3 separate regions of the Mus musculus genome follow, and regions 2 and 3 are each linked to region 1. Evidence: chromatin contacts called from public HiChIP or PLAC-seq and promoter capture Hi-C data. All regions are on one chromosome and are shown on one strand. Each heading gives the region's core, a stretch centred on a gene start, on an enhancer-like site or on the middle of the called end of the contact. The rest is flanking DNA. Distances are from core to core; before and after follow the strand shown.

Region 1 (4,022 bases), core at 589-3,088:
CCGCCCAGCCAGCCTCGCTCTGATTGGTCGCCGATCAGAGTTGGCTGGAGGCGGTGGCCCAGCTCTGCTCTCTTGCTGCCCTCGGAGGGGGGCGCACTGGGTGCTCCCGGGGCCGCTCTGTGGGCTCCACACCCAAGGCTTAGAGATCTGGACCAGTACAGCCACACCAGGCAGAAGCCACAGCCATGCGCGGTCTCCTCCGCCTAGCCTGCTTTCAGCTGGTGCTTGGCAGCACACGCCCCCCCCCCGCCCCAGCTGTCGGCCCATCCCACCCAGCTCTCGGCGGCCCCAGTGCCCTTTGCTTCCCCCTCTCCCAGTCCATTGGGACGCCAAAGCACAAATCCTTGGGTGGGGTAGGGGCAGCAGCTGGAAGGGAGGGTGGGCACACTGAGGAATTTTCCAGGGAAAGCCGAGATGGAAATAGCCAAAATGCAATGCGCCCCCTTCCCGAATGCTAAGGATCTCTGGGCGGTGGCACAGCCCTCGCCACCCGCGACAGCGTCGCTACGGTCTTTCTCCCGAGCTCCCCATTGTTCACACTTTGCCAGGATCAGGAATATCGCCCAGAGAAAGGAAGAGGTGTCTTGGGCAGCTGGCTACCTGCCATTCTTCGCTGGCACCGTGCAACCCTAGGCTCTCGGTGCGTGTAAAGGCACACGCGCGCACACGCGCGCGCACACACACACAACCAGGCAGCCCCGATCACGCCCTCCTCACCCTCCGCCCCTCTGCACTTCCTCCTGTCAAAACGCGGCGCTGGACCCTCCCATCCCTCCGTGCTCCCGGCCGAGGGCAGGTTTTGCAACTACCCAGCAATTTGGCAAATGAAAAACTAACGTCATTTGCACGGGGGTGCAGGAACGACCACAGGGCCCTGCGGTGCTGCCGGTGGTTGCCCCATTTTGCAAACCGTTATTCGGGGCGGGGAAGACGGGGGAGTAAGCGAAGGCTGCAAGCCTCACTTTACCCCAGCCCGGGACATAACGGTGGGGGTAAAACTGCCCCAGCCTTATTGTTCACTCTTCTCGAAGCTTGACAAACACCTCTAGGTGAAAGATGAGCCTGGGGGGCGACACCACCCGAGCCACGCATCCGCCACCCGCCTTCGGGGAAGGGGAAAGCAGCGCTGCCCATCACGGCAGCATCCCGGTCCCCATACCCCTGTCCCACCTCCGCGGGCACACAAGTGGGAAGGGCGTGCGCGGCCGCCACTGAGCGGGGAGGCAGCCGCGTCCAGCGCCGTCCCGGAGGGCACGGGTTTGGCTGGCCAAGCAAGGACGATACGATGCGCTCCCTTCTCAGCTCAGTGAAAATGCTGTCTTTGCTTTACACACAAAACCAGCCAAAAGAACCGGGCTTCTCGGGGATAGGGAGAGAAGACAGGGGCAAGCGGACAATTAACAGACCCGATGTAGATTTTTTTTAATTAAATTAAATTAAAATGTACCTGCAGTTCCCAGGAAAAACAAAGTCCAGATGAGATCCTTAGTTCGCAGCATTGTAAACTGCCGGCTGGGAGGGATGTTCTGGCCGCGGTAAATTCAGTGCCTTCCCCTTGCAAGCGACTGTGGACGGCGGCGGAGCAATGGACCGAGGAGCAGACAATTGCCAGGCTGGGTATGATTATTTTTGCAGAATTGTTTCTTGCCAGCCACTGCCGAGCTGCGTTCACGCGCTGAGCGGAGAATGAGTGACAGTCCCAGCCTCAGCACACTCGCAACTCGGAGATCCCTGCGCTGGCCCGGGTTGGCTTTGATGGAACTGGGGATGCGAGCGACGGGCGGGGGGCGGAGGTGAGAGCCTCACTGTGTCCTTCCACCACGCCGACCACAAATAGTTCCTAACATCCAGGAGGTAAGAGACAGGGGAGGCAGATGCGGCTGCCTGTAAAACGCGGCCTGGAGTTACCAAGGGAGCCGGGCTCTTTCACAGGGAACCTTCCAGGCAGAGCTGGGATTTCTTTTCACCCTTTTCCTTCATTCACGTCTTTGGAGATCATTCTGCCCTCCGGCGTTCCTTAATCAGGAATTTGAACGTTTTTAATAATTAGGGGGAAAAAGAATTTTAGATTCGGTTCGATTTTCAAAGTTGTGGACACCCCCCCCTCCAGTTTAGTTACTAAAGTCCTTGCAATAAAAAGCATATGGCTGCTTCTGCTTCTTCTTCTTCTCCTTCTTCTCCTTCTTCTCCTTCTTCTCCTTCTTCTCCTTCTTTTCCTTCTTTTCCTTCTTTTCCTTCTCCTCCTCCTCCTCCTCCTCCTCCTCCTCCTCCTCCTCCTCCTCCTTCTCCTTCTTTTCCTCTTCCTCCTAAGAGAAGGAAATTGGAAATTTGGAGAGAGCTGAGGGCTGTGGAGGTTTGTTTTGTTGTTTGTTTTCTCCTGGCTATGAAGTTCATCTTCCCACAGAGGGAGCAACTCACAGCAGCACAACTCAGATCTCAGAAGTAGGGGGTGGGGAAGCCAGTCAAAAGAAAATGCAGAGCCATTTATAAGTAATATTCAGGAATAACCAGAAACTGGTATTGGGATCCTCCCTCTCTCTCCCTCCTTTGCCCTGGCTCTTCTGTGTGTATTAAGGCACAGGAGCGACAGCAAGCATCCTCCTTCAGCGGGAGACCTCCACTCTTAAGGCTATGAAAATACAATATGACTGAGATATCAACACAAAGACTTCCATTAATCAAGCAGCCTTGTTTGTTAAAAGAGGGGATGGGAACATAGTGAAATCAACACTCTTTAGCACCTGAGTGGGGCTTGAGTTGTGCAGGAAATACAAGTGAGGGTGCTCCAGAAGTGGCTCTGCTCAGTGAAGCCCTCTGACAGACCAAAGAGCCAGTTCACACACAATCCCAAGCCCTGCAATGTTCTTTAAAGGGCAGACTCCTTGATGCTTTAGCAGTCAGAAAACCCACCTTCTGCTAGCTGACCAGTCACCATCCAGCTCTCCTTTCCTCTGTATAATGTACCCAGTCCTATCACATGCTGCGGGTTCCAAGGATCCATGAGAAGCAGTCTGTCTCCCAGGAATCTTTCATGTTCACTTTTTAAATTTTTGCCTTATGGTGATTATAAACAATTCAAAAATACAGAAAAGTAAAAAGAATATCTCTTTGCCCCAGATTCTAAAGATAGCCCAATTTTTCTAAGTTGTGTATATATATGCATACAAATTTTGTGTGTGTGTTTGAGAGAGAGAGAGAGAGAGAGAGAGAGCGCACATGTGCATGTGAATACAAGATAAAGCTGCCACAACCTGAGAGTTCTGAACCATAAGTACAAATGACCCTTTCCTCTCCGTAAGGGGTTTACATGAGGTCTTTGTCCCTGAGCCAACAACCTGATTAATATTATGCACGTCACATATATTTTTACATATTGCTAGTTGTGTCTTTGACGACACACTGTCTTTTGCCAGTATATAAAATGACCACCTTATAACTTTATGAGATAAATGTCTCTGACTCTTTCCTAATTGAGTTTTCTACACAGACAAAGATGGAGAGACTAGGCAGAGGGTAGAGAGGAGTGAAGGTTGGAGCATCCAAAATAAGAGTTTTCTAATTTTACCACCCAGAGTGAGAGACACACCCATTCCTGCAAACTTTGCTTCTTATAGCCCATGTCAGAAGAATTAAAAGATTCCTCTCCAAATGTTTCTATTTTTAGCCTTCAGATGTAGACAAGTGTGGAAATCCTATCTCACTTCAGCATGAATAGATTTTTTTTCCCTTTCTGTTTCTCTCCAGCCCCTCCCATTGCCATGTAGCTGTTTCTGTTGTCATGACTGTTCTGGGATTCTGCCCACTTACTTCTGTCCACACTCCTAGGGTTTCTAACATGGTCCTTTAACAGGATGGGTAACTGGTCCCTAGTTCTTCAGCTTTCTTCTGTGTTACTTTTCCACACTGCCCATAAACCATTTTTGTTAAATTTGATGATGCTGTGGCTGTGAATACCTCTGCCGCTAGAGAGAGAGACAGAGACAGAGAGAGAGAGAGAGAGAGAGAGAGACAGAGAGAGAGAG
Region 2 (4,022 bases), core at 1,003-3,502, 650 kb after region 1:
GTAACTGCAGTCCCAGGTAACCCAACACCTTCCGGTTTCTGCAGGCCCAGACATGCATGTGACGCACAGAAATACAAGCGCAGAGGGCCAGCAAGATGTTTCAGCGAGCAGAGTATATGCCTTACAAACACGAGCACCTGAGTTCAGTCCTCCAAAACCCACATCAAAACCGGACGTGGTGGTGCACAGTGTTATGCTAACACTGGGGAGGCAGAGACAGGCAGGGCTCTGGAGCTCACCAGGCAGCTCAGCCTCCTCAGCACGATGGAGGCCAATAAGAACCCTCGTCTCAAAATGAGGTGGACAGTGTCTCTGGGGAGCAATGCCCAAGCCATTCTTCTTATCTCTACATACACACACACACACACACACGTGCATATGCACCCCCCACACATACACGTGCACACACAGACAGAAAAATTAAAAAGGAACATTATAGAATACTTGCCTCAAACTAACATTAGATGTAATACTAACTCTCGACTGGCCAATGGCATGCTCAGAGATCTCCCACGTGAAGATTTCCCTAACCCCTAAGTTGTCATGTCCTGCACTATGCGCTGGCCGCACTGGAATACATATACTCTATACTGGATTACAGTATTACTTGTCTTGATCTCTGTGGTGTGTTAATCAAAGGGGTGTTATGAGTATAGAAAGTCCACAGTAACATTGCACAAAGTTCCCAACAGCATCTACTTTATAATACTTCTTAGACAAATGGGGCTAGTGGGGGGTTGGGGGAACCAATCTTTCCTCCTCGAGACACCAGGCAGGTCAACCAGTGTTATACTGTCAGCATCATTAAAAATCATCCACTGTTAATCCCTTTATGTTCTCATTGTGAGCCCTCCTTCTGATGTCCATTGGCCTGTAAGTAAGGAAAGACGTTTGGGTGTAAGGTAGTGTGATTCCCTAATTGACAGCTGTTGGACTCTCCCTAGCTGCCCCACGCCCTTGAGCAAAACAAGTAGATTTCAAACAGACAGCAAGACTACCACGGCCATTTTGAACACCCTGCTGAGCCCTAAGGAAGGGTATATGTCCATCACAGCTGCTAGCTCTGCCTCCTGAACGTGTGGCTCCACGCAGGATGGATTTAAGCCACTTGCACTGAATTTTTTAGCTGTCACAAGGTTTAGTGAACTTTAAATGATAGAAACATTTCCACCTAGACCAGAGAAAGCCCCAGGACCCAACAAGGGAACGCTATGGTTGATGCTAAAGGGCATGATTGGTGCAAATACAACAGTCATTTTCATGTGGAGTGTGCTGTGATTGGTACAAACTCCCTCTCCCTCTCTCCCTCTCTCCCTCTATTTCTCCCTCTCTGCCTTTCTCCCTCTCCCTCCCTCTCTCCTTCTCCCTCCCTCTCTCCTTCTCCCTCCCTCTCTCCTTCTCCCTCCCCCCTCTCTCTCCCCCTCTCTCTCTCCCACTCTTCCTCTCTCTCCTCCCTCTCTCTCCCTCCCTCTACCCCCCCTCTCTCTCTCTTGCTATACCAGCAGGCTTCTCAGCTCACTCGGTCAGTTACCTACTAGACCCTCTCTGTGCAGCCTCCCCCAGTGTTGCAATATCAGACCACAAAATGCTTCTCTTGAGTGATCAGTTCTTGGACTGAGCTAGAACCACAAAGGAAGAAGCGGCAGATGGCAGAGCCGGAGGAGTGGCAGCAGCCATGACAGCTGGGTGACAGACAGAATAAGAGGCAACGGTGGTGGAGGGGCAGCTTAGCTCAGAGCCGGAGCTAAGCAGCTGTCAGACTGGTCTGCAAAAGCAAAAAGAGGTAGCCGGCCACTTGACAGCCAAGCAAGGGGTGGCTAGAGAGTTCCGGACAAAGCAGGAATAAGGTGACGACAGAAGTAGAAAGGTCAGTGAACTGAGGCTAGGGAAGAATGGAAAGATGTAAAGACCCAGGGAGGAAAAGCTTCAGACTCTGGTCACTGGAAGAGTGTAAACCAGAAAGCTGTAAAACATTTAGGTCTGGGTCTCAGACACCCTAATCCTGGGAACCAGCTGTAGCACTGCCGTAACACAGCCGTAACCAGGCCTGCCAAGAAGCTGAAACAGGCAGGCACTCACTCGGGAATCTCCACTCCCTGGGCTCACACAACAGGTGCAACACTTGAGAAACTAAGGGTTTTAGTAGCCTAGGCTCTCTACCATTTCAGCCAAGGATCTCAATGTGCAGAGCATTCACGAGAGTCTGACACTAGAGGGCGCCACCAGCTGCTTCTGCTGCTCCTGCCTACAGCTCAGTACTGCAGCGCCACACTGCGGAATAGATAGATACACTGGGCTCCCAGGCCAACATGGAAGAGCCTCTCTTCGCCCACCCACAACATCCGGCTGACCAAAGGACTCCAGCCAGCTGATCGGTAACACTTGCAGTGACTATGCACTGGCCGCGCTGTGCCATACCTGTCACATAACCTGTGGTTGTATACATTGTTACTGCACATCAGCCTTCTCGAAATTTTCTCTGAGAGCCACATTTTTGCAAGTTATAAAATTACCTTTCAAGCCATGTGTAATATAAGATCAAAGTCTTCGCATCAAATTTCTCTAAAATGTTATGGTCCACAGGTCGCAAGTTCCCTTATCTATAGCAGTTAGAGTAAGGATATAGGCAATTCTGAGTAATTCTGTAGCTGACCTCAATAGTATTTACGTTATTTAGTTGTAACAACGTTTTAATAACTATTTCAACAAAACATGAAAGACCAAAGCCTCTTCAAGGGTAAGCCAAGGAAGAGATTATACTCGAGTGCATCTCTGCCTATTGAATACCCAGGCTCACATAGCAAAAGCTGTGGGAGGGGCAGCGAGGTGTCCCACTGGGAAAAGTGCCTGCCGTGCAAAGCTCGTGATGTGAGTCTGATCCCCAGAACCCACATAAAGGTGGAAGGAAATGACTGGCTCCACAAAGTTGTCTTCTGACCTCTACACGTGTGCCGTGGAACATGTATACACATACACACACCACACCTACATCATCACCATCACCACCATCATCCTCAAATTCATCTCAAGGTTTATCCATCCAAATCAGTCAGGACAGTGGAACTCAGCCTCAGGCTCCTTTTAAATCCTTTAAACCTTAGATCTATGCAGCTATACTGACTGAGCATTTATAGTTACTGTATTTAAAGACTTTCAAACAGGACAACACAGATCATTTTTCATCACTGTTTCTTTTTACACTGACATTTTGTAGCAAGAAAGAAAAATAGACAAATAATGACAAACTTGAATCCACACTGACATCTTCACAGAATCCAACTTCCATTCACTGAAAGACATTTCCTCAATACACCCATTTTGTTTCTAATCTGTATTAACTCACACCTCTAGCTGTCATATCAAAATACAATTTAAAACATATTTTCCCCATCCATTTGCATCTCCAAGACACTCATACTTTACTCTCCAATTTTCAGGAAGAGAAAGACAAAATCGAGGTGGCTGGGACAATCCTAAACAGAAAGGTGTTTTGTTAAATGTTAGTGCGTCTGCTGTAATGAGTTCCATCAGCCTGCATGCTACTGAAGACAGTGATTCTGTGCCCTAATAATTTTTTTCCATGCAAAAGCAAGAGGTTTATTTTCTGGCGCATTGGGGTCAACCTTCAATTAGTCCCTTGAGGCCAGTAACTAGAGGGCGACCCCCAAATGGCTATTACAAGCATTTTTTTATATTTTTAGGGGCACAGGTTACATCAGCAAGGTTACAGTTTAAGTATTGGCTAAGCATGTTGACCTTTAAATCTATTGGCCAGCAAGCGTGGGCAGATCTGCACCCTAATAATTTAGGTTCACATTTAATACTACAGCCACCTCCCACGGCGTAGGTGCCTACAGTGTCTATGAAAATGTTAAAAGGCTCTGATGGGGCGGGGTGTGGAGGGGCACGCGTATAATCCCAGCTTTCAGTGGGGGGTGCTGAACGGAGAAGACATAGAGTTCCAGGGTCCCCGAGTGAGATCCGTGTGATAGAAAGAGAAAACCAGCCCTCATAAATTACCT
Region 3 (4,022 bases), core at 790-3,289, 580 kb after region 1:
CATGTCCCAAAGTGATTCCAACAGATTGCTTCACTCGAGCCCTAGAAGAACCCGTCGGTTAGCTGTTGTTACCTTGCCCCCATATTAGAAAAAAAAATGAGGCTTAGTTAAGCCACTTGCACAGACAGTGTACCAATAAGCAGCAGATCTGAGTTTAGACTCAGTCTAATCCTCAGCCATCACTATCCAACAGAAATCCAGCACGAGCCACCACTGTGACTTCCAATTGTCTCACAGCCACATTGTTAAAAAGTAAGAGACAAGGACAATCGACTTAATCTCCCTGTTGAGTTTTTCATTTACTTATTTTGTACTTGGATGTGGGTACACGTGTGTCATGGTGCACGTACGTATGTGGGGATCTTTTTAAGTGATGCACCTTACCTTCCCCTGGTTGGAGGCAGGCTATCTCTCTGTTGCTGCCGCAGTACAGCAAACTCCAGTCTAGCTACCCGCCAGCTTCTGGCCAGTTCTCCATTCTCGTCACAGGGACACTAGGATTACAGACACAAACCAATGTAGCCACACACAAGTTCCAAAGCTCAGACTCAGGTCCCCGGGCTTGTGTGGCAATCTTCCTCTGCCCTCCTAATTCCTGTTCATCTAACCCCATAGATACAAGAACACTGTCATTTTAGCATACCATTTAAAGGAGGATATTTTCATTGTCTTTGTGTATAGTCTTTGAAACCCCACTTGTAATTTCTTTTTCCCTTTCTATTGTGATTTTTAACTGTGACTGATCTGATAAGTGTAAACTCTTTCCTTAGCTTGAAGGTTGTGCAGAAATGGCACAGAAGCTGGCTTTGTCCCTCTGCTAACTCCTGCTTAGAGTCAAAGCTCACAGGGGGGCAGGCGACAGATCTAACTTATACACCACTGTGACATCCCCCAGCAACTAAATCATAGCAGGCACTGACTAAATATTTGTGGGATTTCATTTAACTGAAGGAGGTCAAACAGGATTTATTATTTCCACTTGAGAAGTGGCAGAAATGAAATCGTGAAGTGATTCGTACAATGCACACGGCTAAATACAAGCCCCAAGCTGGGTTACTGCTGCCCGCTGCTCCACCCACGTCACCTGCTGCCTTTAATATCTGCCAACACCCTGCTCCACAGTAGCATTGGCCATCACAATGACCCCGGGTTGTCTCTGTCTCTTTGCCTCTGGGTTTGATCTCGGGCTTCGGCAGCATGGATGAGAAGAGAAGTCAGTGATCCTCCATGTTTAGGAGTGAGTCCCAACTGTGTTCCCAGCAGGAGTGCTGAGCTTGCAGAGAGCCTATGTCATGTCCTCTCTCTCCAGGCCAGGGTCTCTCCAGAAATGAGTGTTCTTGAAAGTTTAGAGGGAAAAAAATGCATTTCCATTCTCCTTTTGGAGCTAAAAGCATCCTTCTCCTTCCCTGGGAAGCTAGTGAACCAGTTATAATTACACCCCATACACTGGGGAGTGTGAAAGTGACATTTAGCAACACTTAAGCCTGGGATGTGTGGTGGCTGCAGTCAGCGTCGTATAATTGCTACAGCATCGATCCCAACAATTAGCACGGGGAAGTAGAGATAGAGTGGAAGGTCTCCAAGAAAATGCCACAAACGCAGAGTAAAAGGGGCCTAAAATCTGTCTTGGAGACAGCTTCCCTTCCTCCAAATGTTAAGACTTTTATTACTACCGTCAAAGTTTTACTAGAATCTCCCTGGGGTACAAAGGGCCTAGGAGCAGAGCCGCAGGTGAAGAGAGAAGACCCTGGACATTCCCTGATGGGCTGTCTACTTCCCAAGTTCTAGCCCAGGAGGTAGGGAAATGTAGGCTATGGCAAGGTTGATGATGCTGGATTACGAGAGCCATGATGGAGAGGGTAAGGCTGGGAGGGTTGGGACCACGTTTGCTGCTGCAGGCGCTGCAGTCATCGGAAAGCGGCCTGGTGACAGAGAGCATGGCTGCTTCCTGCTTTAGATAGAATTGGGGACAAGGAGAGAATGCAATGGCTGAAGGAGGATGAGCAGGCACATTCTGTCACTCTGGGGCCCCAGGCAGAGCTCCTGTATAGCTAGGGAACACATGCTCACCCACTAGGGTTGCTATAGCAACACCCCACAGACTAGCTGGTCTAAACAACATTCACTTTCCCACAGTTGTAGAGTCTAGAAGTCAAAGATGATCAAAGTCGTTGCAAACTTGGTCTCAGGCCTCTCCTCAGCTTCCAAGTCATGACCTTCTTACTGTGACATCATATTGCATGTGTGTGAGTGTGTGTGTGTGTGTGTGTGTGTGTGTGTGTGTGTGTCCCTGATGCCTCCTTGCATTCAGATCTCTTCTTATATAGACATCATCCAGTTTGCATCAGGACACCTCAAGTTCCTCATCTTAATTATCTCTTTAAAAGACCATTCTCCAAATACAATCACATTCTGATGTGCTGAGAGTTAGGAACTTGGGGTAGAGGTGACATGATTCAGCCTGTAATGGAACAGAAATACTCCTTTAGCCTTGAAGGATGCCCAGGTAAATGTCCTCAGCCTTGGCCATTAGAGAGCCTCTGCCCCTGAGGAAAGGATAGACCACTGAGACTGTCTTACCATCAAAATCCACAAACACAATACCATACAAAGTAGAGTTCTGTCTATTCTTCTAGAGTGAATATAGGATTCATTGATTGTCTTACACAGTAAGGACTGAGTAGTCTATAAGTGGCCCTCTGCACACTGGGAACAGAGTCCAGTAGCTGCTCCATCCATGAAGCTGTACTCCTCAGCAGTCCCAGTCTGGTGCTGAAAGCCTGCAGGATTGCTAGGGGGCTGCTGCTCTTCACACCCTGCTGGAAGGCTGGAGAAGCTGTGTTCTGCTGTCAGTGAAAACTGGCAGCGGAGGCAGCAACAAGGCAGATGCCGGTCACTCAGAAGCAGGAAGCAAAGGCAGGCAAACAGCTCTGTTGTTTCTTTGGACCTTTTTACATCTTGGCTGCCAGTGGCAGGTACCACCCACTCCGGGGGAGGGTGTTCTCCCCTCAGGAAATCCTTCCTGAAAATTCTCTGGTTTTTGTACCGGTCAGCACATCTTGCTTGGCAGGTCTGTGCTGGACAAGACAACTAACGTCTCTTCTCCCCCTGCAGCTTGCATGGGACCTTTCAGTGCTATGAAGCTAACTGCCAGGGCGAGCTTCCTGGTCAGATGAAGCTTTGTTTCTGTGTCCTACAAAAGAGTGGAATAGACAATTTACATGGCAAGGAGAGGTAGCCAACATCATAGGGCACCAGGGAGATACAAATTCAAACCACAATGAGATACCACTTCACAGCTAGCACAGTGGCTAAAATGATGGCAAGTTGATTCTTGCAAGTGCCAGCAAGACTGCAGAGTAACTGCCTGGTATACACGCACCTGATTCGAAATGCATGACCGCCTAGGAAAACAGTTTGATCATTTCTCCTAAGGAGAAACGTGCTCTTATCAAATAACTCAGCTTCCGTACTCCCAGGCATCTATCCAAATGAAATGGAACTTACACTTAAAGAAACCCTGCGTGTGGACCTGACTGTCCTGTGCAGGCACGAAGTAAGACACCTTAGCTGTGAGTGTCCAGACCGTCTTACGCCCACAAGATAGCTTCACAGCTCCGCTCGCCCATATTCAATTCTGACATTTCTTCCACGAGGCTCATTCCCCTCTTCCACAGCACTCCCTGTACCTCAGGGGGGGAGGTGTATGGTGAGCAGTCACTTGTTGTCAGCACCTTGACCAGCCACGAGTCTCTACAGTCAAGACAAATCTCTGCAAATAGATGCCTCATTGATCGAGGCTTAGGGCAGCACTACTCTGCAGGGATGAACATAAACATTTAAGGGGAAGTTTAACAACACATCACTTAGCAGAAGCATTAGGCTCACCCTTAGTGTCTCTGACTCATGGGCTTTTGACCAGCCTGTTCACAGGTAAGATATGGGAATAGCCAACAGAGGACTCTCTGCCTTCGATGTCACCTTCTACAGACACCGGAACTCAGTATGAGCATCGAGTTGAG

The links. Promoter capture Hi-C pulls out the DNA fragments that hold promoters and counts their contacts. HiChIP or PLAC-seq counts read pairs in DNA pulled down with a chosen protein or histone mark.
Region 2: a contact with region 1 is called in an H3K4me3 HiChIP or PLAC-seq map of forebrain, with 8 times the contacts expected there. The contact joins the enhancer-like site here to the promoter of Ncam1 in region 1. A contact is called at or near these places in 1 of 39 promoter capture datasets (embryonic stem cells), 11 of 484 Hi-C or Micro-C datasets (adipose-derived mesenchymal stem cells, cerebellum, cerebral cortex and 7 more) and 9 of 115 datasets of contacts at active chromatin or transcription factors (SST interneurons, astrocytes, differentiating embryonic stem cells and 6 more).
Region 3: a contact with region 1 is called in a promoter capture Hi-C map of hippocampal neurons, with 2.8 times the contacts expected there. The contact joins the enhancer-like site here to the promoter of Ncam1 in region 1. A contact is called at or near these places in 2 of 39 promoter capture datasets (the 3T3-L1 cell line and hippocampal neurons) and 4 of 115 datasets of contacts at active chromatin or transcription factors (embryonic forebrain, embryonic hindbrain, forebrain and 1 more).

What each region holds. Positions count from the first base shown.
Region 1 is chr9:49,797,231-49,801,252 of GRCm38.p6, forward strand. Ncam1 (neural cell adhesion molecule 1) reads right to left here and starts at 1,839. Exons shown (of 19, transcript NM_001113204.1): 1 at 1,448-1,839. The coding sequence starts at 1,499.
Region 2 is chr9:50,450,374-50,454,395 of GRCm38.p6, forward strand. No RefSeq gene overlaps it. Among named protein-coding and RNA genes, the nearest start is that of Gm32462, 34 kb to the right of the region's middle. Within about 2 kb of position 2,253, at least 108 of the 459 cell types and tissues checked have an H3K27ac peak or open chromatin away from gene starts, as enhancers often do. A contact at or near this core is called in SST interneurons, cerebellum, cerebral cortex and 4 more, where this site is marked.
Region 3 is chr9:50,372,807-50,376,828 of GRCm38.p6, forward strand. No RefSeq gene overlaps it. Among named protein-coding and RNA genes, the nearest start is that of Gm38579, 18 kb to the right of the region's middle. Within about 2 kb of position 2,040, at least 23 of the 459 cell types and tissues checked have an H3K27ac peak or open chromatin away from gene starts, as enhancers often do. A contact at or near this core is called in forebrain and hippocampal neurons, where this site is marked.